Linked DNA regions of Mus musculus: all the other regions are linked to region 1. Evidence: chromatin contacts called from public HiChIP or PLAC-seq data. All regions are on one chromosome and are shown on one strand. Each heading gives the region's core, a stretch centred on a gene start, on an enhancer-like site or on the middle of the called end of the contact. The rest is flanking DNA. Distances are from core to core; before and after follow the strand shown. Region 1 holds the start of Inava (innate immunity activator). Region 2 holds the start of Zfp281 (zinc finger protein 281). Region 3 holds the start of Platr22 (pluripotency associated transcript 22). Region 4 holds the start of Pkp1 (plakophilin 1).

Region 1 (6,470 bases), core at 1,959-4,458:
TAGAACTCGTTGGTAGACTACAAGCCAGAGGTCTTGGGTTTAAAACCTAGGACCTAGAAAAGAAACAAAACCAAAGGGACAACAGAAACAGGCCAGGGCTGCTTTTGCAGAGACTCTAGGATGCTAGGCAGATGGAGGACAGTGCTGCTTTCTTCGAATCCCAGCCACATCAAGAGCACCACATCCCATTTGCAATCTCTGTGCACCCCAAACACTGCTATCCATGGGGCACTGACCCACACTCCCTTATCATCCCTTACTCCATACAAAAGCAACAGTAACCTCCAACCTTAGCGCCGTCTCCATACTCACTAAAATGGACCTTTGTCCCTGCAAAAAGTCAGCCTCCAGGCTCTGTCCCACGGACCCTCGGGCAAACAAAAAGTTGCTTGGAATACGTTGCTTTGGAGTGGCGAGCAGAGCTAAGGCTGACTGCTGCTGCCTGCTCCCAGAGGCTAGAAGGATACAGCAGACTGGCCTGTATCTCTCAGATCTTTGTCTCATCACCTCCCATCCTCCACCTTTGGGACCCAGGTCTCAGGTCTCAATGCACACCCAAGCTACTTCCTTCTCCCAGCCCTCCCCCCCCCCCCCAGGGGACTCGGTGCTCCCACTCCATGCCCTAGCTGGCTGTTAAGCATCTCCTGTACACAGCTATGTCACAGGCTGCCACCACCTTTCACCAACAACACCGTTCCTTCTCGACACAACCCCCCTCCCATACCTTTACATTCCGGTACACACCCTCTTTCCAAACAATGCTAGCCCGAGTCTCACAGGCTGACCACCTCCTCCAAGCAGAGGCTGAGGGGCCCTCACCGGGGACACACCCTCCCCACTGTGGGGAGCATGTTTTCTGAACCTCCCAAAGAACCCACAGCCTTTCTTGCCCCCCCCCCAAGTCCTCCACAATACTGCAGTCCCCTCCCATCCCCCAACAGGTTTCCGTGTTCTTCCAGTGTCTGAAAGGGCTTGAGCTGCCTTGGCCCATCCCCCAGTTCCAACTGGGGGCTGTGGTGGAGTTTCTAGAATCAGCTCATAGCTCAGTTTTACATATATAAAACAAAGAGACCAATTACGAAGCCCAATCATGCTGAAATACAGTTCTGAAACCATAAGAACATATCATATATACTTCGTTATTAATATTAAACAGGACCCAGCAACCGGTCGTTTCAAACAACCCATGAATGAAACTCTTTACATATAACCGACTGCATGTGAAAGTCACAGGTACTGCTGCAGCAGCAGCAGCCTGGAGTGTAAGTTTTAGAGTCAACTGAGCACTCTGGCCTCAGGTAACCTCATCTGAATTCAGGGGCCAAAAGCAAACTCGGGTTAAGGCCTGTACACACCGGGACATACATTCTTTAAACTGTCTTCCAGGAAAAGCCTCCAGGCTCTCAATAATGATTCTCAGCGCTTGAAAACCAGCTTTTCAAGAACAGTCTTGAGCAGAAGCCAGGTCACTGATATCACAAACCCAAACCCCTCTAGCAGAACATAACACCCCCCCAATACACACACACACACACACACACACACACAGCCCACCCCAAGAAATAGGCAACCTGCAAAGAGGCAAGCCCCGGAGCCAATCAGCAGCTTCCTCACTCTTCGATGCCCACCTACCAGGGAGGAAGGCTTACCCTCCGGGCCTCCTGCAGGAGGCTGTGCAATGAAGCTTTTTTCTTCTTCTTCTTTTTTTTTTCCTCTCGTTTTGCAGAAACTCAGCACTGGCAGTGCCTTCCATTGAAGATGGGCATCAATCCGTTGCTCAGCAATAGATTTACAGACCAACCTGCTTGCACTGAACCAAGTCCAAACTCGGCATCCCCCCAATCCACTAGAATCTAGGGTTTGGAATTAGGCTGACCTAACTAACAGTCCTCCTGCCAAGATGGATGTTATCGGAAGACACCATCAAGGGATAGGTGGGCACTCTCCAGAGGAAGCTTAAAACTAACTTGGAACTCAGCACCCATTTTCCCTGATCCCAGGTCCCAGAGCCACTGGCTACGAGGACAGGCGAGGAAGTGAGATTTTCTAGCACCGGAATCCCATCTAGGTGGAAGACAAGCCCTTTCCACGACAGCCATCTCTTCAAAACCTTTCGTGTCCAAACTCTTTCACAGACCTGTAACCAAACATACTCCGCTCTCTCCGCTGCCCCCGAAGTTTCTGTGATACTTTAGGAGTCAAAGTTTTTAAAACCAAGTCCTTCAACCTGACCACATCACCCCAACAGCACCCAGCAAAGCACAACCACCAGCATTCCCACAATTACTTAGTGCATTAACAAATCAATGACCAGCCGCGGAGCTCGGGAAATAGTCGGGGACTCTCTGGGCAGGAGGGGTGGAAGAATATCTGTTTTCTTTCTCCACTCCTCTCTGGCCACTAGGAAAGGTATTCACCTCAACTAAGCCAGGGTGGAGAACTAGGGGTAACAGAAGATGCACCCTGAAATCAAACCTCTAAGGCTCTCTGTAAAAAGCCCCTTTGTCCTGTCCCCCCCAGCCCCTCCCCCACCGCGCCCTCTCCTTCTAGGCCGGCCTGGGACTCCGGCTCCTTTTGTTTGCCTGCTTTCTGCCTTCTCGGAACCTGGCCAGGAGAGCCACCGGCCGGGGGAGTGAGTCGAAGGAGAAAGGTTGGCCGTTGGAAACAGCTTTGGGGTAGAAATTCGGGAATGCTCGACCCCTTGGTAAAATTACCCCCTTTCCCTGCAAGACTGCCTCTGCAGAGGATGAAGACCGAGGTTCAGGAGCTCGATTTCCCCCCCCCCCCCCCCCCAGTTCTCCCGCGCTCCGTTCACTAAGTTTCCGCCTTACCTGTCCCACCGAGCTCTGGCGCCTCGCGCCTGCCCCCGCGCCCCCCGCGCCGGTCGCGCAGCTTCAGGACCTGTTGGTCCCGCCCATCTTCCCTCTCCCCAAGGCTCCCCCGGGCCTCCCCTCCCCGGAGGTATTTCATTTAACTTCGGCATTTGCAGCATCCCAAATGTTAAAGATCCCAAGACATCTGTCCCCTGGGGCATACCAAAGGCCCAGTGAAGAGAGGGGAAGATGCTAGAAGGGATTCGAGATTCTGAACCCAGAGACGGGGCGGGGCCTCACGTTGGGTTGGGGCAATGCCAGCCCAAGTGTGCATCCTGCGGCAGCAACAGCGCGAGGGGCGACGCTGCTCCCTGTCTCCCGCATTCACGCAGCCTCGTGGTGTGACACCCCCTACAAGGCCGGTTTCTGAAATCTGGGCGGGGCGAGGCTCGACTAGAGGTCCTAGGGGCCGCCTTTCATCCCCTCTCTCTGGCCCGGCTGGGGGCAGTTTTCATTCCGGAGACCCAAGCGTGGAAGAATGAAAGGAGACGGCACGCCCCTCCCCCTCCTCGCCTATCCTTTCTGGCGGCCGGGACTGCGGCGCGATCGAACCCTGGTCGCCTCCCCTCCGTAGTTCCCAGCCCTGTCCCTTTTGGGGGCAGCGGGCAGAACTCCGGCTTTGGCGGCAAGGCACACACTCCTGGGCAGCGCCTCCTGCTGCTTGCGACGAGCCCACGAAACCATCCATTCATTCAAACTCGCGCTTTCCCCTTTTTCCGTTGGTTCTGTTTACATTGGTACTGTCCTTGCCAGGGCCAAGCATGGCAGTTCAAAGTTCAGACTCCTTTACTAGGAGGGTTCTTAAGTCCAGATCAAGCTGGTATACGTTTGAAGACCAAAAACCAACGGATAGTGGAGGTTGAACCAGGCTGAGGGTCCCCAAAGCCTGGCCAGAGGAGTGTGCTCTCTAAAGAGGAACCTTTGACAGGCAGGATGTACAAGACATCTTGGCAAGGGAACACAGCAGGACCTACGAGCTGTAGGGGATTTAAGATAGAGGTGGGGAGGGGAAGTTACAAGACAGTTACAAGAGTAACTTGTGCACTGGAAGAAAGAACAATCAGACTTTTCTGAGTCTATTGTATACTGGTTCTGAATTGACACTGATCCCAAGAAACACTGTGGCCCTCCAGTTAAAGTAGGGGCTTATGGAGGACAGGTGATTAATGAAGATTTGGCTGATGTCCAACTCACAGTAGGTCCCCAAACTCATCCTGTGGTCATTTCCCCAGTTCCAGAAATGTATAATTGGGATAGATACACAATACTTAGAAGTTGGCAAAATTCTCACATGGGTTCCCTGACCTGTGGAGTGAGGGCTGTTATGATTTGAAAAGCTGAAATGGAAGCCTTTAGAGTTGCCTCTGCCTAAGAAAATAGTGAATCAAAAACAGTATCGTATCTCTGGAGGAACTCTAGAAATCAGTGCCACCATCAAGGACTTGAAAGAGGCAGGGGTGGTGGCTCCCACTGCATCTCCCATTAATTCTCCCATCTGGCCAGTGCATAAGACAGATGGGCTGTGGAGAATGACAGTTGACTATTGGAAACCAAATCAGTTAGCAACTCCAACTGCAGCGGCTGTACCAGACAGTGTACTTGCTTGAGCAAATTCAGATATTTTCTGGTACCTGGTATGCAGCTATTGATCTAGCAAATACCTTCTTCTTAGTACCTGTCCATACGGACCACTAGAAGCTATTTGATTTCAGTTGGCAAGGCCAGCAAGTTTTGCTTCAAGGATATATTAACTCTCTTGCCCTGTGTCATAACTTAGAAGGTATCTCGATCGTCCGTCTCTTCTACAAAATATCACACTAGTGCACTATATTGATGACTCTATGCTGATTGGAGCAGGAGGTAGCAACCGCTTTGGATTCATTGGCCACACATATGGATATCAGAAGATGGGAGATAAATCTGGCCAAAATTCTAGGATTGTTTACCTCGGTAAAATTCCTAGGAGTCCAGTGGCGTGGGGCATGCAGAGGTATTCCTTCTAAAGTGAAGTTATTGAACCTGGGCCCTCCCACCACCAAAAAAGAAGCACATTTAATGGGTCTATTTGGATTCTGGAGACAGCACCTTTCTCACTTGAATGCATCACACAGGCCCGTTTACCAAGTGATTTGCAAAGCTGCTAGCTTTGTGAGGGGCCTGGAACAGGAGAAGGCTCTTTAACAGATCCACGCTGTCCTATCACTTGGACTATATATATGATCCAGCAGATCCAATGATACTTGAGATGTGAGTGGGAGATAAAGATGCTATTTAGAGCCTTTGGCAGGCTCCTTTAAGTGAATCACAGAAGAGACCTTTGGGATTTTGAAGCAAGGTTCTACCAACATCTGCAGACAACTATTCTCCCTTTGAAAGATAGTTCTTGGCCTGCTATTGGGCCTTAGTGAAAACTGAATGTTTGACAATAGGCCACCAAGTTACCATGTGACCTGAACTGCCCATCATGAGCTGGGTGTTATCTGACATTCCAAGTCATAAAGTAGGACGTGCACAGCAGCATTCCATTATCAAACAGAAGTGGTATATACAAGATCGGAGCCCGAGCAGGTCCTGAAGGTACAAGCAAATTACGTGAAGAAGTTGTCCAAATACCTATGGTTCCTATTCCTGTTACAATGCCACGAGTGTATCGATAGCCTCATGGGGGGTTCCCTATGATCGGCTGACTGAGGAAGAGAAGACTAGGGCCTGGTTTACTTTACTGATGGCTCTGCGCGTTATGCAGGTACCACCCAGAAGTGGACAGCTGCAGAATTACAGCCCCTTTCTGGGACAACCCTGAAAGATACTGGTGAAGATAAATCTTCACAGTGGGCAGAACATAGGGCAGTACACATGGTATTACAGTTTGTTTGGAAGAAGAAATGACCAGATATACCATTGTTCAATGACTCATGGGCTGTAGCCAAATGGACTGATTAATTGGATGGTCAGGAACTTGGAAAGATCACCATTGGAAAATTGGTAAGAAAGATATCTGGGGAAGAAGTATGTGGATAAATCTCTCCAAATGAGCAAAGGATGTGAAGATATTTGTGTCCCATGTATTCTCATCAAAAAGTGGCTTCAGGCAAGGGAGAATTCAGTAATAAAGAGATAGGATGGCCCATCCTGTGGATAGACAGTCTCTTTCTCTAGCCATTCCTGCCATTGCCCAATGGGCACATGAACAAAGTGCCCATAGTGGGGTTATGCATGGGTTCAGCAACACGGACTTCCACTCATCAAGGCTGACCTGGCTACAGCTGCCACTGAATACCAGATCTGCCAACAGCAGAGACCAACACTGAGCCCCAGATATGGCACCGTTCCCCAAGGTGACCAGCCAACAACCTGGTGGCAGGCTGACTATATTGGACCACTTCTTCCGTGGAAAGGACAACATTTTGTTCTTTCAGGGATGGATATTTACTCAGATGATGGATTTGTCTTTCCTGCACATAAGGCTTCGGCCAAAACCACCATCCATGGTCTCACAGGAGGCCTTATCCACCATTGTGTTATTCCACACTGTATTATGTCTGACCAAGGAACTCATTTCACAGCCAGAGAAGTGTGACAGTGGGCCCACGATCA
Region 2 (6,724 bases), core at 1,290-3,789, 390 kb after region 1:
GTTTAAAAAAGAATCTAGCCTGGTGTTGGTAGTCTACACCTTTAATCCCAGCACTTAGGAGGGAAGATGGATCTCTGTGAATTCTAGGACAACCTGGTCTAAGGGAAAGAGAGATCTTGTCTCAAACATAATCTTTTTAAAAATTAAGTGTTTTTAAAAATATTCATACTTCTGGGTGTGGGGGCTTAGCCTGTGATTTCAGTACTTGGAAGGCAGAGATAGGAAGATTATGAATTGGGAATATAGTGAGACTCTGTTTCAAATAGACAATTCGCATTTATTATCTTTTTGAGGATTTATTTACTTTATGTATATGAATTTTTGCCCGCATCCATGTATGTGCCATGTTCATGCCTGCAGGATCCCCCTAGGTGGGTGTTGGGAATTAAACCCTGATCTTATGCAAGAAAAACAAATGCTCTTAACTGCTGAGCTATGTCCGCAGTCCCTATTACCTACGTTTATCTCTTTCGTTTGAGGGTTTAAAGGAGTTGGTTGGTTTCACTGGTACTGGGGTTCAAGCTTTATCCACAGTAGGCAACCACAGTATCACTGAACTATGTCAGTAACCTGTAGTGTTTAATCTTTCAATTATTTCCTAATTTTATAACTTCAAAGATGATAAGATATACTGAAGTTGCTGCTCCAAACGGAGTTTAGACGGAGTTTAGAAATATTAAGTGTTTCATCATCTAGCCACCTCCTAATTATTATTCCATGTAGTTAGGATACTATTTCTATTTTCTATCACCAAAGAATTGAATAGCACAACCAGTATAAGTGATGTGCTGGTGTGTTATCATATAAATGCTCAAGGTACGACTTCTAATGGTGAAAAACGGGAAAATAAATGGACGTTGATGAAGTGTGTCTTCTTTTGTCTGTTCCCGGGAAAGTTTATTTCGGGCATTTCCACTGGCGGAATGATTAGCGCTAACAGCTTTCCCCCTCCGTTTTATTTTACAGGGTCTCTTCATCTTCCTGATATATGGGGTATACAACCTAGAGGTAAGTCTGCTTGGAGTAGCTCAAGGCTGACAGCGTGAATGAGAGAAATGACAGGTTTCTTATCTTGATAACTGTAGAACAAAGTTGGCTTTCATATGAGTGTCCCACTGCCCTTCATGCTTGGGCTGGCTTATGTGCAGCCCAGCTTTACCATTAAACATGGACACCCTGAGTACAGGGACAGCCTCATTTCTCACTGGCACTGACTAATATTTTATTACTGTCTGAAGTTTTTGAATTTTCAGTGTTCAACGCTTAGCTATACCTGGTAGTTTCAGGAAATAATTTAACTGTAGTTCCATGGGGCTAGGAAGATACAATGCCTCATGAAACTATTCATAAAATACAGTTTTAAGGTTTCTGGGCAGGCTCAGAGAGGCCTGTGTTGGTAAACAATACACCGCTATGGCTTTAATTGCAAAATTTCTCAAGGAAGTTATTACAAGAAGTCATCTCGAGAAACACTATGAGAATATGGACGTGTGATTTCTTTAAGAAAACACACTATGTAAATAACTGTTCTCCAGGTCTTTTTATTAAAAAGTCTGTGGTGTATAAATACACCTAGGAAAGTTGCTGGTTTAGATTTTTGCATGCTCGCTGTGAATGCCTTTTATACATTATTAGGCACTAAATTAATATCTATTTGGTTTTGTCGATAGAACTTTTAATTTCAAGATTTTATCTAATTTCCCCCAACTGAATAAGGAACAACTTTTCAAGTTTCTAGGTATTCTATACTGGAGGGGTTGGGAGAGTGGGGTATGTATCCTAACAGAGATTTTAAACAAGAACGATGGCCAGTATTTGAGGCTAGTTAGTATTCAACGTAATAAGCAAATTCAGACAACTGAGAAAGTACGTGGCATTTAAATACCATCTGATGATGAAGTGTGTGTGGGCGTGTTTTACAGGACAGCTGCACCTGGGATTACACGTGGTTTCCCTTTGCGTAGCCTTCAGGTAGGCTGGCACTGAGACAATTTTCTGCAGCGGTCCCTCCTCTATGGCAGTCTCAAAGGCTCCTTCAATAAAGGCAAAGACAAGCGTTATTGCTGTCTCCATTCTGAAAAGGAGTAAAAGCTATCTGTAATCAATACCGTTACGAGTTTAAAGCTTTCAGGCAGAATCACAAGTACCTTAAGGAATCCTATTCTCTGTTTGATTTTGATTCAATACTTGGATTGCAAACACTAAAGTGAACCAAATGCCAATGTTCAGTTTTCAGTGTCTCCACCTTCCCTAACCCCTTCCTCTGCAGCTCCCACGCCACGCTGCAACACGCTCTCCTGGCGTCCCCGGACTTCCCGCCCCTTGGGCTCCACCTCCGGAGCGCCTTCTCCCTAGAAACCCTCAGCCACTGTCTGCCCCTCAGCAGGGCCACCAATCACGTCCCCTCGCTGCGGAAGACCCTCCGCTGTCCGCCTCCAAGTCCCCGCCCCTCCCACCTAGCCCCCAGCAGCTCCGCCCAACCGCCCGCTTGATTGACAGGCTAGCCAGGCGGAAACTGAGGCGCAGGCGCACGGGGCTCGCCGAGCGCCCCTCTGGTCCGGTCGAGGACTTCCCGGCAGACACCGCGCCGCGGCTGCGCAGAAGCGGGGAGGCTTTTAATTCCATTGTGGAGAGGACGGCGTTATTTTTATTAACTGGAGGCGACGGCGGCTGCGGCGGCGGCGGAACCCGTAAGTGTGGCCGGCGGGCCGGGGCGGGCGCGGGAGCGGCCAAGAAGGCCGCGGGGTCGAGCGCGCCGGGCCGGAGGCGGCGGGGCTGCGGACGGGAGCCGGGCGCGGTGCGGGCTGGGCGGCGGCGCGGCGGGTCCCAAACGCTGCGGTGGTCCCGGCCCGGGGCCCGGCCCTACCGCCGTTCCCCCTCTTCCCTCCTCTCCCTCCTCTCCGCAGCCAGGCCTCCTCCGGGGTATGAAAATCGGCAGCGGGTTCCTTAGCGGCGGCGGCGGTCCCAGCAGTAGCGGTGGTAGCGGCTCCGGCGGCAGCTCCGGCAGCGCCAGCGGCGGCAGCGGCGGCGGCAGGAGAGCAGAGATGGAGCCCACCTTCCCCCAGAGTATGGTTATGTTCAACCACCGGCTTCCCCCGGTCACCAGCTTCACCCGGCCGGCGGGGACGGCCGCCCCTCCCCCGCAGTGCGTGTTATCCTCCTCTACCTCCGCAGCCCCGGCCGCTGAGCCCCCCCCTCCGCCAGCCCCGGACATGACTTTCAAGAAGGAGCCGGCGGCGTCAGCCGCGGCCTTCCCTTCGCAGAGGACCTCCTGGGGATTCTTGCAGTCCTTGGTGAGCATCAAGCAGGAGAAACCTGCGGATCCCGAGGAGCAGCCGTCCCACCACCACCATCACCACCACCACTATGGGGGGCTGTTCGCTGGGGCTGAAGAGCGATCACCAGGCCTAGGAGGAGGGGAAGGGGGGAGCCACGGCGTCATCCAAGACCTCAGTCTTCTGCACCAGCATGCCCAGCAGCAACCGGCCCAGCACCACCGCGATGTATTACTGAGCAGCGGTAGCAGGACTGATGAGCACGGCAACCAGGAGCCAAAGCAGGACGCTAACGTCAAAAAGGCAAAGAGGCCAAAGCCAGAATCTCAGGGAATCAAAGCCAAGAGGAAGCCAAGTGCATCTTCCAAACCTTTGGTTGGAGAGGGAGAAGGTGCCGTCCTGTCCCCAAGTCAGAAACCTCATATCTGTGATCACTGTAGTGCTGCTTTCAGGAGCTCCTACCACCTGCGGAGACATGTCCTCATCCACACGGGCGAAAGGCCTTTCCAGTGCAGCCAGTGTAGTATGGGTTTCATCCAGAAATACCTACTGCAGAGACACGAGAAAATTCACAGCAGAGAGAAACCCTTTGGGTGCGATCAGTGCAGCATGAAGTTTATTCAGAAGTACCATATGGAGAGACACAAGAGGACACATAGTGGAGAAAAGCCATACAAGTGTGACACTTGCCAACAGTATTTTTCAAGGACTGACAGATTGTTGAAGCACAGGCGCACGTGTGGTGAAGCCATAGCAAAAGGAGCCGCTAGTGCAGAACCTGGGTCATCAAACCATAACAGTATGGGTAACCTGGCTGTGTTGTCTCAGGGAAATACAAGTTCCTCAAGGAGAAAGTCGAAGTCGAAAAGCATAGCTATTGAAAATAAGGAACACAAGACTGGCAAAACAAATGAATCACAAATGTCAAACAATATAAACATGCAGAGTTATTCAGTAGAAATGCCTACTGTGTCTACCAGTGGGAGCATAATTGGCACTGGAATAGATGAACTGCAGAAAAGGGTGCCAAAATTGATCTTTAAGAAAGGAAGCAGAAAGAATGCAGATAAAAGCTACCTTAATTTTGTGTCACCGTTACCAGACGTAGTTGGGCAGAAATCCTTGTCTGGTAAGCCAGGTGGCTCACTTGGCATCGTATCGAATAATAGTGTGGAGACCATTAGTCTTCTCCAAAGTACAAGTGGCAAGCAAGGCCCGATAAGTAGTAATTATGATGATGCCATGCAGTTTTCAAAGAAGAGAAGATACCTACCAACTGCCAGCAGCAACAGTGCCTTTTCTATCAATGTAGGACACATGGTCTCCCAGCAGTCAGTCATTCAGTCTGCAGGGGTCAGTGTTTTGGACAATGAGGCGCCATTGTCACTTATTGACTCCTCAGCTCTAAATGCTGAAATTAAGTCTTGTCACGACAAGTCTGGAATTCCTGATGAGGTTTTACAAAGTATTTTGGATCAGTACTCTGGCAAATCAGAAACACAGAAGGAGGATCCTTTCAATTTAACAGAACCACGAGTGGATTTACACACCTCAGGAGAACACTCTGAATTGGTTCAAGAAGAAAATTTGAGCCCAGGCACCCAAACACCTTCAAATGATAAAACAAGCATGTTGCAAGAATACTCCAAATACCTCCAACAGGCTTTCGAAAAATCCACTAATGCAGGTTTTACTCTTGGACACGGTTTCCAATTTGTCAGCTTGTCTTCACCTCTCCACAACCACACTTTGTTTCCAGAAAAACAGATATACACTACATCTCCTTTGGAGTGTGGTTTTGGCCAGTCTGTTACCTCAGTGCTGCCATCTTCGTTGCCAAAGCCTCCTTTTGGGATGTTGTTTGGATCTCAACCAGGTCTTTATTTATCTGCTTTGGATGCTACACATCAGCAGTTGACACCTTCCCAGGAGCTGGATGATCTGATAGATTCTCAGAAGAACTTAGAGACATCATCAGCCTTCCAGTCCTCATCTCAGAAATTGACTAGCCAGAAGGAACAACAGAAAAATTTAGAGTCCTCAACGAGCTTTCAGATTCCATCTCAGGAGTTAGCTAGCCAGATTGATCCTCAGAAAGACATAGAGCCTAGAACAACGTACCAGATTGAGAACTTTGCACAAGCATTCGGTTCTCAGTTTAAGTCGGGCAGCAGGGTGCCAATGACCTTTATCACTAACTCTAATGGAGAAGTGGACCATAGAGTAAGGACTTCAGTGTCAGATTTCTCAGGGTATACAAATATGATGTCTGATGTAAGTGAGCCATGTAGTACAAGAGTAAAGACACCCACCAGCCAGAGTTACAGGTAAGGTCTCGAGAGTGACCAGGCTGGGAGTCTAATGTAATTTTGTTTTATTTTGAGAACACTGCCATTGGAATGTTTCTACACGATCCTATTAAGAATAATGTAATGCCCTTTCAATGCAACTTTTCATATTTAGTTTATTTTGTTAGTGTGATTTTAGCTCTGTTTGTATTATGATTTTTAATCAAAATCAATAGATTAAAAATAGTTTGACATTCAAAGTGACAATGTTTAGCAATCAAATTTACATGTATAGATTGTCAGGGAATAGCCCAAAAGTTTTAAATGCAAAAACAAAAAAAATAAAACAAAACAAAAAAAGTACAGAAAAAAAAAAAGAAAAGAAAAAAGGAAAAAAAAAGAAACTTTGTTGCTAGGATTAAGGTTATTCTAATTGCTTTACTCTCAGGAAAGTGTAATAACGCATGGGAATTCTGTACGTTATCACCGTAATGGAATATCCAATTTACAAATAGTATGATACACATTTCGTTGTTTAAGTTAAGGGATCTTAAACATTTCAGATTGCTCTTTCTGGGCTAATAGAATATACATTTCATCATTTAAGTAAGGGATCGAAAACATTTCAAGTGCTATCTCTGTCTGGGCTGATCCAAAATTCTGAGATTGTTGGCTACCTATATTTTGTTGCAGCTTTTCAATGTACTCCACACTTCCAAACCCAGATTCATTCCAGATTGGTAGAACAAATATTCTTAGATCTTTGATCAAAGCCTGGAATGATAGCTTTAATAAAAGAAAGAGGAAAAAAACCATCCTCTTTATCCACCTGTAACAAGGCTGTAATTCCATTAAGTGATTCTGTGAATGTCTTCTCTAGTACAGTGTTAAAATTAAAAACCCAAGTGTTTGGTTGGTTTCAGTATTAGAAAGTAAGTTCAATTCACATAGTCTATTGAAATTTGGGGTGTGCATTATTCATGGCCTAAAACATTCTCTTGTTTAAGCTATTACTCACCACCTTCACGTCTGGGTTTGGTATTTGTTCTTAACTTCTTAAAGTTCTGGGCCTTCTTGTTCCTTCTCCCTGTCTTGATGGTTTCAATTTTAGAGTGATTTATCATCTAGAAGATAATTGATTATGCATTTTATATGTCGTAA
Region 3 (6,451 bases), core at 8-2,507, 460 kb after region 1:
ATTCGGTGCCTGCCCTCAGCTCTCATCCTTTGGTTGCGATGGCCTTTGGTGACTGTGAGGGGAGAAAGGGAAGAGGTCCCATCCTTGGGTGCTTAGTGCAGCGGGGAGGTTTTGGAGGTAGGACCTGGCTCCTCAGACTGGGACACACCCACCTCCTACTTTGCGAGGCTTTGATCTTTGTGTCTGTGCCTCTGACCTCACTTCACATTGTAAAATGCTTCCGCAGGCGCCCTCTTCCCCTTCCAGCCCAACTTTCCATTTCCTCTGTCTTCTGTCCCAGGTGTTAAAGCTGTATTAACTAAAGATGGGCCAAGGGCACCGGAAAACCAGCTCTTGGCACTTAGGGCGTGTGCCCCAGAGCCAGCATACTTCAGGCTTTACATAGCCACTTTTTTTTTTTTTTTTTTTTTTTTTTTTTTTTTTTTTGAGACAGGGTTTGTATAGCCCTGGCTGTCCTGGAACTCTGTAGACCAGGCTGGCCTTGAACTCTGCAATCAGCCTGCCTCTGCCTCCCAAGTGCTGGGATTAAAGGCATGTGGCACCACTGCCCGGCTACGTAGCCAATTTAATCTGCTCTAGAAAAAAACCTTTCTTTCAAAAGCCAGGTACCTTTTATTCTGTTTCACAGATAGAAACCTTGAAGCTCAGAGAGGTGAAACAATTTGCCCAAGGTCTATTAAACAGAGGAGACTGGACTCTGAATTCAGACTGCAACTCCTGTTTGTAAGCTCTCAGTCATGTAGGTCAAGTGCCAGGCCAAGGAATTGGCATATTCTGTAATGCCAGGAAAGAGGTGAGTAGGAAGCGAGGCTACCTCACCCTGTCTCCCCTGGAAAACTGGTAGTGACAGACCAATGGATTTTGGATTTGAGCATTTCCCACCAAAGGACATAAATTCTAACAGGTAGGAAGTTCGGTGGTAGAGGAAAGCCAGGCATGCCTGAGGCCCAGTCCCCTCCATCAAAAACAAACGGACATCCTGACTTCTGACTACTCCTGGAGTAAGCAAGGGATAATTACCCACAATACCTGGGGCTGTGAATTCAGCAGAACTGACCAGACAGGCAAGGCCTAAGGTACAGGTGGAATGTTAATGACGATGCTAGAGAAAAGGGAGTGTCCAGTAAGTTTGGGGACCGCTGAGTGAGAGGCTTGTAAGATGTGGGCCTGGTGGATTCCTGTGCACAGCAGGGGGTTAGCCACCGCCCTGGGTCAGCAGGCACCTCTAAGGAGGAATGTTCCGAGGAATCAGTTTGGGAATGTGGCTTCAGGCCTGGCCGTTTCCTCTTTGTTTAGTTAGCGATTACCAAACACTTTTGTGTGGGTGCGGATCGGGCTACCGGACTGCCTTGAATCTCTGCTGCTTGCGCCCCGAAAAGGAAGAGGATCAGTACCACGTGACCACCGGCGGCAAGCTCCGTTAGGAAAAGATGTGAAGGTTAGTGAAACAAGATCATACTGGAGTTTTTTACAGAGCCTGGTGACTCAGGGATGGCTCGGTAAAAATACCTGTAGACTGAGGTCGTAGAAGCCGTCCTTGGTGACTAAGGTTTCACGTATCTCAGTTTGTCAAATTCTTTGTTAAGTGGTTCAAAACATTGAGAAAGACCTTAGGGCCCTAACAGAAACTTTCTTCTCAATGACACAGGAGGTCTCGGACTCTGAGTCAGTGGCCCTGGGCTCCAGAGCAAAGTAAGCATGGGAATGCATGGAATTTATTTGTAGTTTGCAGGAAATAAAGTGTTATTGTTAGGGACGTTTCCTGTCATAAACACACACACACACACACACACATATACATCAACACTTTAATTTGGCTTTAAAATAGCAACCTTAGATGTTGTTTTTGATCCAGGAACGTATGGGAAACCCCAAATTATATGTGTTTTGTGTTTTCTTTGCCTTTTTTGAATTTGTGGTGTAAGAATTCTCCATATTTCTCACAGATAGGATGTTAGATGTTTCTAGTTTCTTGGTGCTGTGCACGTAAAGATGTATGACTTCACTGTATGTGTGTGTGTAGGTGACACTGCAGTATAAATAGGGAGATTCTAGAGAGTTCTGTGATGCATTAGATATGAAAAACTAGCCTTTTGAGGCTGATGTGTAGCTCTGTGTCCCAGTACAAAAAGAGCAAAAAACTTAAAAAAATAAAACAACCTGGCGCACACCTTTAATCCCAGCACTCGGGAGGCAGAGGCAGGCGGATTTCTGAGTTCGAGGCCAGCCTGGTCTACAAAGTGAGTTCCAGGTCAGCCAGGGCTATACAGAGAAACCCTGTCTCGAAAAACTAAACAAACAAACAAACAAACAAAAAACCAACCCAAAACTAATAATAGCACTGGGACTCCCAATTAGGGAGGAAACTATTTATGTATGACATTCTCAAAAAGAAAATTTTAATTAAAAAAAAGAAAAGAGTGCTCACTTCGGCAGCACATATACTAAAATTGGAATGATACATCCTGGCCCCTGCTGCAAGGATGGCATGTAAATTTGTGAAGCGTTTCATAAATTAAAAAAAAAGAAAAGAAAAGAAAAGCAAGGTGGAGGGTGGTAAGCCTGCTTGGGGTGTGCCGGCGGGGGGGTGGGGGGTGGGGTGGGGGGCTTGGCAGAGTGCAGGATGTGGGGGTGGTGTGCGGGGGGGGGGGGGGGAGGGCGGGCGGGGGAGGTGCTGGGAAGGGAAGAAAGTCCAGCCTTCCTCCCCAGTGCTTCCCAAGGTTTTGGAAACTATCTTAGGGACTTTTCTTCTTGAGAGAGCAACACACATAGATATTCAACAGTTAGCACCGATGGTCTGGACCATCTACGAGTGTGGCTGAAGTGTTAAGGTCCTGGGGCTTATGTTAAGGAGTCAGTGTCCTGGGAGGTGTTAGGGTAGTGACCATTTGCCAGTTGATATATAAGGATGTTATTTTTATAATAATTTTAATTATTTGTGTATATAAGTATATATATTGGTACACATCACATGTGTGCTCCTGGTGCCCATGGAGATGAGGGGTCCAGGATCCCCTGGAACTGGAGTTATAGACAGTTGTAAACTATGTGGGTGCTGGTAATCAAGTCCGGGTACTCTGCAGGAGCAGCCAGTGTTTTTAACCACTGAGCCATCTCTCCAGCCCTGTGTTTTCTTTCTATTCATTTTTGGTTTTTCTTAGAGACAGGGTCTCACTGTGTAGCCCCACCTGCAGCTTGCTGTGTAACCCAGGCTGACCTTGAACTCACAGAGATGCCCTTGTCTCTCCTGACTACTGAGTGGTGGGGTTAAGTGTGCAACTGGGCCTTTTTCCTTTCTTCTTTTAGACCTATTTATTTTATTATTTTATGTGTATGAGTGTTTTTCTTGCAGGTAGGTCTGGACATCTTGTGCATCCTGAAGTTGGAGTTGGATGCTTGTGAACCCCCATTCAGTTGCTGGAAATGCAGATCCTTTATGAAATAGCAAGTGTTCTTATCCACTGAGCCATCTCTCCAGCTCTGGGCTTTATTTTCTCAATTGTAGTTAGCTTATTTCTTGGATTCAGAAAAGCCCTTTGGATAAGCCCTCAGCAGTGAGGGTCAGACTTGTGCATGGAGATAGAGAAGGCAGGAATGTGTCCTGATAGGCTTCCCTTAAGCCCTGGGCACACCCCTGTCGGCTTCAGGGAATGATTAAATTCCCGGGTTGCTCAATTGGAGTCCCGTTTCCGTTGCTAGATGAGGTGGCGATCTCTCCTGGCCCAGCCTCCACTTTTTTTGAAACAAGGTCTTGCTTCATAGACCCTGCTGACCTCAAAGTTGCCAAGATCCTCTTGCCTCAGCCTCTGGAATTCTGGGATTACAGGCACATACCACCCTGGGTTCACATTCTCTCTCCTGGCCTCCTCTTCTGGCTCTTTCTCACTTATTTATAGCAGATTGTGTGCTGTTGATTCTGCAGAGCGGTAAGACGGTGAGCCTCAGTAGCACTTTTTTGAGATGCGAGGAGGAGAGAGGAGAAACTCTGAGAGGGAAGGGGCAGGTTGCCAAACTGGTTTAACCCTGCTCTGGAAGGCCAACCAGAAAAAAACAAAAGTCCTAGCTTGGCTCAGAACAGTTTAGCTTACCAACAAAGGGAATTGGGGAAGAGAAGGAAGAAAACAGAAGAGAAAGGGTCAGGGGAAGGGCTCCAGGCTCCTCTCTGCAGGAGAGCTTCGAGGAGTGCTCAAAGGCCTGGCTTGGGAAACATGACTGTTTATTCTGAGGTGTGAGACCTGGGGGACATGCTACCCTGATCTATGGTGATATTTAACCTGAGGAGTGGAAGGAGAATTGTCTTCAAAAGCAGCAGGCTGTCAGTTTCCTGGAGATATTGCTTGCGCACTTGAGTAGGTGAAGGCCCGGGTCTGCCTGCGTTCAGTTCTCAGAATTCACAGAGCAGAAATGAAAGTTGTCTTCTGACTTCGTACGTGTGCTCCCTAGCACAGTAAATAAGTGTAACAAGACGATTTTTAAAAGGAAACACCCGTTTTCTTTTCTTTTTTTTTTTTCTTTTTTTTTTTTTTTTTTTTGGTTTTTTTGAGACAGGGTTTCTCTGTATAGCCCTGGCTGTCCTGGAACTCACTTTGTAGACCAGGCTGGCCTCGAACTCAGAAATCTGCCTGCCTCTGCCTCCCGAGTGCTGGGATTAAAGGCGTGCGCCACTACACCCGGCTTTTTCTTTTTCTTTTTTCTTTTTTTTTGGTACTCGTTTTCTTAAAACCACTTTGCAGATCTAATGTCTGTGCTTCCTCTGGTGTGCACCTCCACTAAGGCCTTAAAGCATTCCTGTCTCCATCTTTCCCCAGCCATCTATCTGCTTCCTGCCACGGTGCACATCTTATCTTGTCATCTCCTTCCTTATCTTGAGACTGCAAAACATGCCAGAAAGTCTAGAATGAAATTTCAGTAACTGGAGTCATAGCGACAGATAGTCGCTGGCTGTCTTCCTACCTAGACCATTTTCAACACCACTCCTCCTCCTCCTCCTCCTCCTCCTCCTCCTCCTCCTCCTCCTCCTCCTCCTCCTCCTCCTCTCCTTCCTCCTCCTCCTCTGCTTCCTCTTCTTTTAAAAGCACACTCACCCTCAGACCCTTTGTTTTGTAGACCCTGGCTGGTTTTGAACTCACTATCCTGCTTCAGCTTCCCAAGTCCTGGGACTGTGTGAGCCACCACCCCGGTTTATGTACGCTTCGTATCTTTTGAATATTTGAAAGGAATTTCCCAGGGAGTAATTTTGAGTGTAAGTTAGGATTGCTGAGTTTAGACCTTATATCTACCCTCTCTACCACTCCTTCCACCCCAGTTTTTCTGTGTGGCTGTGGCTGTCCTAGAACTCACAGAGATCATCCCCCTGCCTCTGCCTTCTGACTGCTGGGATTGAAGGCCTGGGCCTCCACTAGCCAGCTGACCTTATTTCTTCTTAAGTAAAGATGTAAAATGAACCTTTTATAAGTTATACTTGAAAATTGCTTCTAAAGGCATTTCCAGCTGAGTAAAGATCTCTGCTACTCTTCAGTTGAGCATGGAATGAAGTGACTGCCGGAATGAGCTTGGGATTAGGAGAGGTTTCAAACACTAGACCCACTATCTTCCTGCCCCCTGCCTTCCTGTTTTGAGACTGGGTCTAAAGTATAGGAGATGGACCTTAAACTTCATGTGGATTGAGTCGAACCCAAGACTCCTGCATACGAGGCAAACAGTTACCAACTGAGTTATATTCTAGCCCACGTTAGACTCTCTTTTCTAATCATTCCTCCTTTCTTGTCCTAGTTTGGCCCCTTGCTTGGCTTGGTACCACCTCTGGTTTGGATTTTGGTACCCAACCTGGGCCTCCATGCCTAAGCTACTTCCTAGGCTGCAAGAAGGACAGAACACTGGCCTTCTGATCTATTCAGCCACATGCAAATGAGGTGTGTGTGTGTGTGTGTGTGTTGTTTTGAGGGACCTATTTTTACTCAGGTGCCCACAACCCACACCCTTCTATTTACTCTCCCAATATGCCTTATGACCTCCAGTATGCTGGCTGCTTGTGACAGCCTTCTCTGAAGTTCTGAGCAAATTAGATTTTCTCCACACATGAGACTGTGGGTGAGCATTACACAAATGATACTGAGTGACAGGAGGCAGTAGCACACCAGGTGCTTTGTAATACTTGTATGCAAGTGAAGCCAGTGGTTGGGACAGTGACTGGGATGAGATGGGGGAGGCTGGCGGGGAGTAGAGCAAGGGAGCTGGGATGCTGCTGTTGCTGTTGAGTGTTCTACAACTTAATTTGAGTGCTGGCTACAAGAGTATTTTTAATAAGTAAGGGTACTGCTATGTAGCCCTGCCTGGCTTTGAGTTCGTGGCAATCCTGCCTCCTGTTCTGAGTGACAGAATTATAAATATGCAAATTGCTGCCCAGTTATTTTTACTTTTAATGCCTAGATTACACAGTAAGTTAGGGCCA
Region 4 (6,812 bases), core at 3,047-5,546, 320 kb before region 1:
TAACTATATGTCTACAACATATATATCCATGTGAAGAATGTATGTACATGTATATAACACACATGCCATACCCCATCACAGAAGCACTTTTCAGATTCTTAAGCCTAGAATAAATGGCATGCTAGTATTTGCAATTTGGGCGGGCAGCCCCCCACAGGGTTACCTGGCAGTGTGGCCACCGATCCCATATTCTACCCTCCAATATAGTTTTACAAACTCTGCCAGGGAGCTAAGCAGAGGACAGGATCCAGGAAAACAAGCAGCACTTGCTACGAAACGCCCTGAGATACTCCACATTTTTGCATGTGTTGTAACAGGTCAACAGAAATATTGGCTAAAACCCCAACTTCAAGCCAAGATACATGGTAAAGAAACAGAATTGGTTCATTTGAAGTTTAATTAGTATGTTTTGCCTCTGGAACAAGCTTAAACACAAATGCCCTTTAGCATCTCTCATCTCAGCTTGGTGCCTGAGAAAACAACCCCACAGTGGTGTCTACCCACAGTCCGTGGCCAGGACAGGGCAGCTTTCAAGGATGGAATGAGCAGAACCTTCCTCTGGCAGGGGTTCATGCTGAGACACAGACAGATACAAACACGCAAGTCACCAAAGGCAGGGCCGCCCAAGACTGCCCTTACAGGGCACGCAGGAGCGGGCATGAGACTGCAGAGCCTGAACAGGCGGGAAGCTTGGAGGGTGAGCAGGCACCTCCTCAAATCCAGCCAAAATCCAGTCTCTGCTCACAGAGGAATAAAGGTTCTGTGCTTTAGTGGGAAATACCCACTGAAGGGAGAAGGAAGAAGTTCTGGCCCGAGATGGGGATTTAGACGCACACAGACAGTTCGTTAAGAAGCCAGCACCATGCGGGTAAAATGCTGGTCATGGTAGATACTTTGGAAGAAAGCTCCTTTTACGAAACTTTGTGTGTGATCTGCGTGTCGTGGTGGCCGTTGTTGTGCTTGAATCAAACGAGATATGGGATAAGTTGAAGGGAGAGATTCCAGATGCAGTGTACACATCTGAAAGGAGACTGTCAGCTCTTCACCTTCACAAGACAGCTTGTTATCAATAACCACAGGAGTCTTTCCCACCCTTAGAAACATCAATACTCCCCAGCAAAGATCTCTTGCTAAACAGATTTCACACACACACACACACACACACACACACACACACACACACCAGTTGCTTCTTATTTCCCACATCATCAGGAAGACATATACCTGACACTCTGACACACAAAGGGACACCCTGAGCACATAGGAGAGCTACTTCATGGACATCCCTTGAATAGATAGCAATCTCCCTCTGCATGGTCTATAGCCCTCTTGGGGACTTCATGACCAAGTTGAAAGATCTGGCCTACCACCAATAAGGAGAGAATAAGTAGATACATACATTAAAATGGTGCTAGCTTCCGTATCCAGCCCTTAACAGCTCAAAATTCCCTTCCTAAAGAGAAGAAGGTGGTAAGGGTGGGCCTGACGGACGAGGGTCTGAGGGAAAAAAGCCTCTTCTAAGCACCAGGGTTATTGGTAAGTTTTGCCTGGCTGTTCACCCGGGGCACAAGGAACAGTGGCCATTTTGCCGAGCAACCCCTTGGGTGGGGCCAGCTTTCTTTAGAGTGTGGGTTCTAACAAAGAGGCTCTGGGTATGAGGCATGGAGCTCCAGACCCTACTGAAACCGGTGTTCTGTTCCAGGAGAAGATTATGTGAGAATTCAACTGTCCAGGGAGCAGAGACCTTCCATGGCTGCCAACTGATCTCTGCCAACATGGAAAGCAGGCTCCTGGCATGGAAATCACCAGGAGAAAGAGAGTGCAGAATGGCTGTGCAGCAGACACACACTTGGGCGTTTCAGATGAAGAGGACAGAGAAATCTGACGAAAACAAAGCCAGATAAACCAGCCACACCAGCTCCAAGTGCCCCAACCGCCTATTCCAGCTGGGAGAACTGGCCCCCTTTGGGAACCTCCCCAGAGGCTGAGGTTAGAGCAGACACACCCACAGGGCCAGTCCCAGGAGAGTTTCTGGACAAGTATGCACTGGGAGGCATCAGGGTCAGCCCTAAGCCTTCACCTGGATGAATCCCCTTGGGGGACCTTTGGTAGAGACATCATCAGATGGCTACCCACAAAGCCCAAGCTAGAAGCAGCACTTTGAGATGACAGATGTCAGGGAACGCCCTGATAGGTTAGGGAGAAGGGATGTTTGGGCCCTGAACCCAGGTTTGAGATTTTCCTGGCTCTAGGATCTGGAAGCTGAGACAGGTAGAGCAGGGGGGAGGGGGTGTGAAGAGGGGGGTGGGGGGTGGAAAGGGACAAGGTCAGGCATTAAGCAGAGAGGAGTGGGTGGCCTTAAGCTGTGCCCTGAGCTGTGGCTCCAGGAGGCCCTTTGTCACTGCAAACCTGCTTTCAAATGAAGCAGTGACAAAGGCGGTAAATAAAAGGGGAGTTAGGCAAGGGAGTGCGCATCTGTTAGGAGAGGTGCCAGGCGCCCAGACAGGGGCAAAGGGCACCGGGAGCAGCAGAGCTTTTTTGGTGTGGGAGGTGGCAGAGTGTGCCAACAGCCATTTTCTCTTCCTTAGTTCTACCAAGGGATCACTAGGGAACAGAGGAAAGAGGACACATGCCAGGGGCAGAGAGTGTGGGCCTGCTGACTCGCTGGAGGGGTGGCAGAAGTCTACTTCCTTTGTTTTTTCCTTGTCCCTTTACCCATCGCCCTCCCCCTCCCCCAACCAGGTCTCTATAAGCATGTTTGACCTGGACTTTTATTAGCATTTTACTCCATCTAGTTAAATAATAAAAACAAATACGTTCAAGTTTTGCTAATGATATTTGTTAAACAAAGGTTAGCATATTTCTTACTGGGAATCCTTTGTATGAAAATTTCACTCTAAAATTCCCACCTGTAACACCTTGTCAGGTGCACTTTCCACCTTCAGCTTCAGGGACCTGGTCCCTTTCTCCTGGCCTCCCCCAAACTGAGGCTTGTCACTCACACATCAGGGCCATCGGGGAGGACAGGACTGGAAGCCCAAACTCACTGTGAAGAGGGCTCAGTTGAGACTGGGAGTGGTGCCCCCCCAATCCATTTTGGTTCCGGTTTGACACTATTTTCTACTTAAGGTGGGTCAGGGGAAGGGGGCTCTGTATTAAGGATTAGAGAAAGAGAGTGAGCACTCACACCTCCTTCCTTGTTAACAGAGAACTGGCCCCATGATAGTCTTCTAGTCAGATTTGCATCTTTGGTTTGGTTAGAGACTCTATGTAAAATATCAAGGGATCCCAGGGACGTGTGTGTGTGTGTGTGTGTGTGTGTGTGTGTGTGTGTGTGTGTGTGTGTGTGTAGGGGGCGCTCCCTGACCCCCCCCCCAATTCCATAATGCCTCTCCTGAACCAAACTCCATCACAGTAATTGAGTCGCTCCCTTTCCTCCTTCAAACACCACCTTCACTAGGGTTATTGTCTCTCTCCTATTGGGCGCAAGCCGGTTTTGACGATTGCAAAGCCTGAGGAACATGAATGAGAGGATGTGGGGAGAGGTAGGCGAGAGCACCCGGGTCTGAAACTTTAGGACAGACACTTGAAGATAATCGGAGGCTGGTGCCCCTGAAGCAGGACTGGGAAAAGAGAGCCATCTGGATTCAGGAGTTAATCCCAGCTGTGTCCCCCAGTGAGCTACCCATCCTGACCCACAGCGTGCCATCAATCCCCAGCAGCAGGCTAGCTGGGGGCGGCCGGGTCCACCCTGTGGCAATGGCCTGACTGCTGAGATGTGGGCACTCTTCACAGACTCCGTCAAAGCGGGCTGACATTCAGTCCCCAACGGGGCGACGGAAGCGCATCGGGAGGGACGCACCGTCCCAAGGGCTCCGCGCGCAGCCCGCGCGCCTTTACCTCGGTTGGAGTGACTCAAGGTGGACGACTGGGAAGACTTGGACTTCTGCCGTTTGACGGTCATCATCACTTGCTCCTGCACGCGCTGCCTGCCCGACGTGCCGGTCTTCATCTTTTGGTCAGAGGGCAAAGCCAGCGTGGAGTTGTCCTGGTCCTGGAAGCATTCGTACGCCAGCGCGGTCTTGAGCGGAGAGTGGTTCATGGTGGCGGGAGGCGCGGGCCAGGGGAGCCGAGGGTGCGAGTGCGGGCCAGGGGAGCGAGAGTGCGAGCCGGGGTGCGAGCGAGCGCCTGTTCTCCTCTCAGCGGCTCCCTTTGGCCATAGAGCGCTGGTCCGCGTGAGGGCTCCCGGCTGCTGCTCCTGGCGCCTCCGCCCCGGCTCGTCCCTCAGTAGGCACTGGCCGGACCCGCCCTCCGTCAGACAGGATATACCACCCCTGCCCTGCGCCACCCACTCCGCAGGCCGCCGCTCAGACGCGAGCTGCAGGGCACTGTGGCTGCCAGGAGGGAGCTGGGGTGTGTGTGCTGGGCGGCGGGGAGTGCCCGGTGTGCAATGCTCCCAGGCTCGTCCTTCCTCTCCAGGTGACGTCCAGGGGAGACGCCCCTGGGTCCTGCTTCTGCTGCCTCCAGGAGAAAGTGCGTGCTCAGCTAAGGACCAACGGGGGACCTCTGTCGAGGAAAAGGGAGCTCTTCTAGCTCAGTTCCCCCTCTCCGCCTCCCCTCGCCCCCTAAAGCAAAGCGACCCTCAAGCATTGAGATCATGTCAGAGACCAGCCCTGTTCCTTGGGAGCTCTCAGGCTGATGGATGAGGGATCTTTTGCCACTGGCCAAAGAGAGTGCCTTTAGCTTGAAGGGAGTGAAGTCAGGGGCAGGGGCAAGGCAAGACTTAAAAAACAAAACAACCCACAAAGTAACACTCACTTGTGGATACACCCAACACAGAAATCCTGTCAATAATGGACCTTCTCTGAAAAGGCATGTACTACCCCCACACCAATGCCTGGCGTCCAATGAGAAGTTGAGATAAACACTAACTTGAAACCTACTCAGACCCTTACTGGAAAAACTCCCTACTATGTGCCAAGGACTGTGTGTGTTCTCTTCTATGTGCACACAACCTTGGGATGTGTGTGGGGATGTTTCAAGCATGTGGCACCCTCCTGAGCGATGGAGGGTGACACAGCAGTGCATTTGGTGTGTGACAGCAGCTGAGTCTTAAAAGCACTTTGATGGCAATCTTTCTTAAAGGCATCACACCCTGCTTTACCCACTGAAGCTATACTGGAAATATCTTATGCATTTCTTGATGCCTCGGGTTTCTGGTTCTGGGTGTCCATCACTGATGTGCGCAGCCGTGACATCTTGTCAGCTTAGGTTGAGGGTCTCAGTGACTGAATGCCGTTGGTTTTGCCTTCAGGTGTAGCTGTACCTTGTTGCCCACAGGAGTCCTCTTCTGCTTGCTCCTTTAATCTGCATAGAAATCACAAAGTAAGACTGGTTGCTACTTATGCACCAAGGAGACTGACTGCAACCCCGTGATGGTTGTCACCTCTCTTCCAGAGAGGTGGGTACCACATACAGGCAGCTCGGCTGTTCTCCAGACGTCAGTCACAGGAACCACCTGCACAGCAGATTGCTATAAAGCAGACCTTAGCTTCCTCTAGAAACAGTGCTATACTTGAGGGTTGTGTTCTTAAAACAAACAAACAAACAAACAAACAAACAAACAAACGAGACAGATGTGAGCCCAAACATGCCATTGTTGGTGACTAAAGTGAGACACCTTCAATCCATTATCACCACTCCACGTTTGAGAGTCTGCATCCAGCCACAGACTGCTGTACACATCACAGCCTGGCCCCACATGTTAATGGTAAGAAGAGAGGCAGCTTGTTCCCGGTAAGTGACAAAGCCTCTCTTCTAACCGGGCCTGGTGGCTCCTGGGCCACTGCTTCTCCTTCCCACTACCCAGCCTCTCTTAAAAGTCCTATAAAATAGGCATTAAATGCTGTACACATCGGTTCCATGAGGGCCCAAGTGTACTATAAAGTACACACAACAGCTTATAAAAATGCAACTCCATTATAGCATACGCTTGGACTACCGGAGACCTAACATGTTAGCCACAATAAACCTTAATTGAGTCTTTAAATAATGATAATTCTGCTATCTTCTGTAATACACAGGGCCCTGAAGCAGGTGATGGGGTAGCTCATATTCTTATGAAAATCAAGTCCGTGGAAGCCCAAACTGATTTCCTTTAAAAAACCGCTTCCGGGTGTAAAGTTCAATTTGTCTAGCTTCTGCTTTATGATTTGGATATTGACATTATTTTTTGTCGCACCAATAGCAATAGGAAGCATCTGCACTATGTTCCTACAAGCCTGTGCTTACAGTTGGGGCTATGGGTTCTCTTTATGTGGCCCATGCCACCCTTACAATGATCCTATGAACTTGGCACCATCACCATCACCATTTCTTTTCAGATTCGGAAACTGAGGCACTGTAAGTTTGGCAGAACAATTGGGTCCAGAATGTGGCAGTACTTGGCTGCTTCCTTAAGATTTCTTTATCAAGCAGTGGGCTCTGAACCCTTTCAACGCCTTGGGTATATATATATATGTGTGTGTGTGTGTGTGTGTGTGTGTGTGTGTGTGTGTGTATGTATGTGTGTGTGTATGTGTATATGTATGTGTGTGTATGTATATGTGTGTGTGTGTGTGTATGTATGTGTGTGTGTATGTGTATATGTATGTGTGTGTGTATGTATATGTGTGTGTGTGTGTGTGTATATGTGTGTGTGTGTGTGTGTGTGTGTGTGTGTGTGTGTGTAATATTGCATATACAGTTCCGGCACTGGGAAGTCAGGCATGCTTGTCACTATCCTCCCTTGTGTTGTGTCTTGCTGTCTCTGT

Evidence for each region. HiChIP or PLAC-seq counts read pairs in DNA pulled down with a chosen protein or histone mark.
Region 2: a contact with region 1 is called in an H3K27ac HiChIP or PLAC-seq map of embryonic stem cells, with 2.8 times the contacts expected there. The contact joins the promoter of Zfp281 here to the promoter of Inava in region 1. A contact is called at or near these places in 1 of 484 Hi-C or Micro-C datasets (embryonic stem cells) and 1 of 115 datasets of contacts at active chromatin or transcription factors (embryonic stem cells).
Region 3: a contact with region 1 is called in an H3K27ac HiChIP or PLAC-seq map of extraembryonic endoderm stem cells. The contact joins the promoter of Platr22 here to the promoter of Inava in region 1. A contact is called at or near these places in 2 of 115 datasets of contacts at active chromatin or transcription factors (extraembryonic endoderm stem cells and pancreatic cancer cells) and 1 of 9 other capture datasets (adipose tissue).
Region 4: a contact with region 1 is called in an HNF4G HiChIP or PLAC-seq map of pancreatic cancer cells. The contact joins the promoter of Pkp1 here to the promoter of Inava in region 1. A contact is called at or near these places in 5 of 39 promoter capture datasets (3T3-L1-derived adipocytes, the HPC-7 cell line, liver and 2 more) and 4 of 115 datasets of contacts at active chromatin or transcription factors (embryonic stem cells, epiblast stem cells and pancreatic cancer cells).

What each region holds. Positions count from the first base shown.
Region 1 is chr1:136,231,072-136,237,541 of GRCm38.p6, forward strand. It overlaps Inava (innate immunity activator), which reads right to left and starts at 3,209. Exons shown (of 10, transcript NM_028872.3): 1 at 2,832-3,209. The coding sequence starts at 3,034. It also overlaps the pseudogene Gm3878.
Region 2 is chr1:136,622,362-136,629,085 of GRCm38.p6, forward strand. Zfp281 (zinc finger protein 281) reads left to right here and starts at 2,540. Exons shown (of 2, transcript NM_177643.4): 1 at 2,540-2,690; 2 at 2,911-6,724. The coding sequence starts at 2,925. The coding sequence ends at 5,606.
Region 3 is chr1:136,694,954-136,701,404 of GRCm38.p6, forward strand. Platr22 (pluripotency associated transcript 22) reads left to right here and starts at 1,258. Exons shown (of 5, transcript NR_037986.1): 1 at 1,258-1,438. It also overlaps the pseudogene Gm24086.
Region 4 is chr1:135,914,911-135,921,722 of GRCm38.p6, forward strand. Pkp1 (plakophilin 1) reads right to left here and starts at 4,297. Exons shown (of 14, transcript NM_019645.3): 1 at 3,901-4,297. The coding sequence starts at 4,102.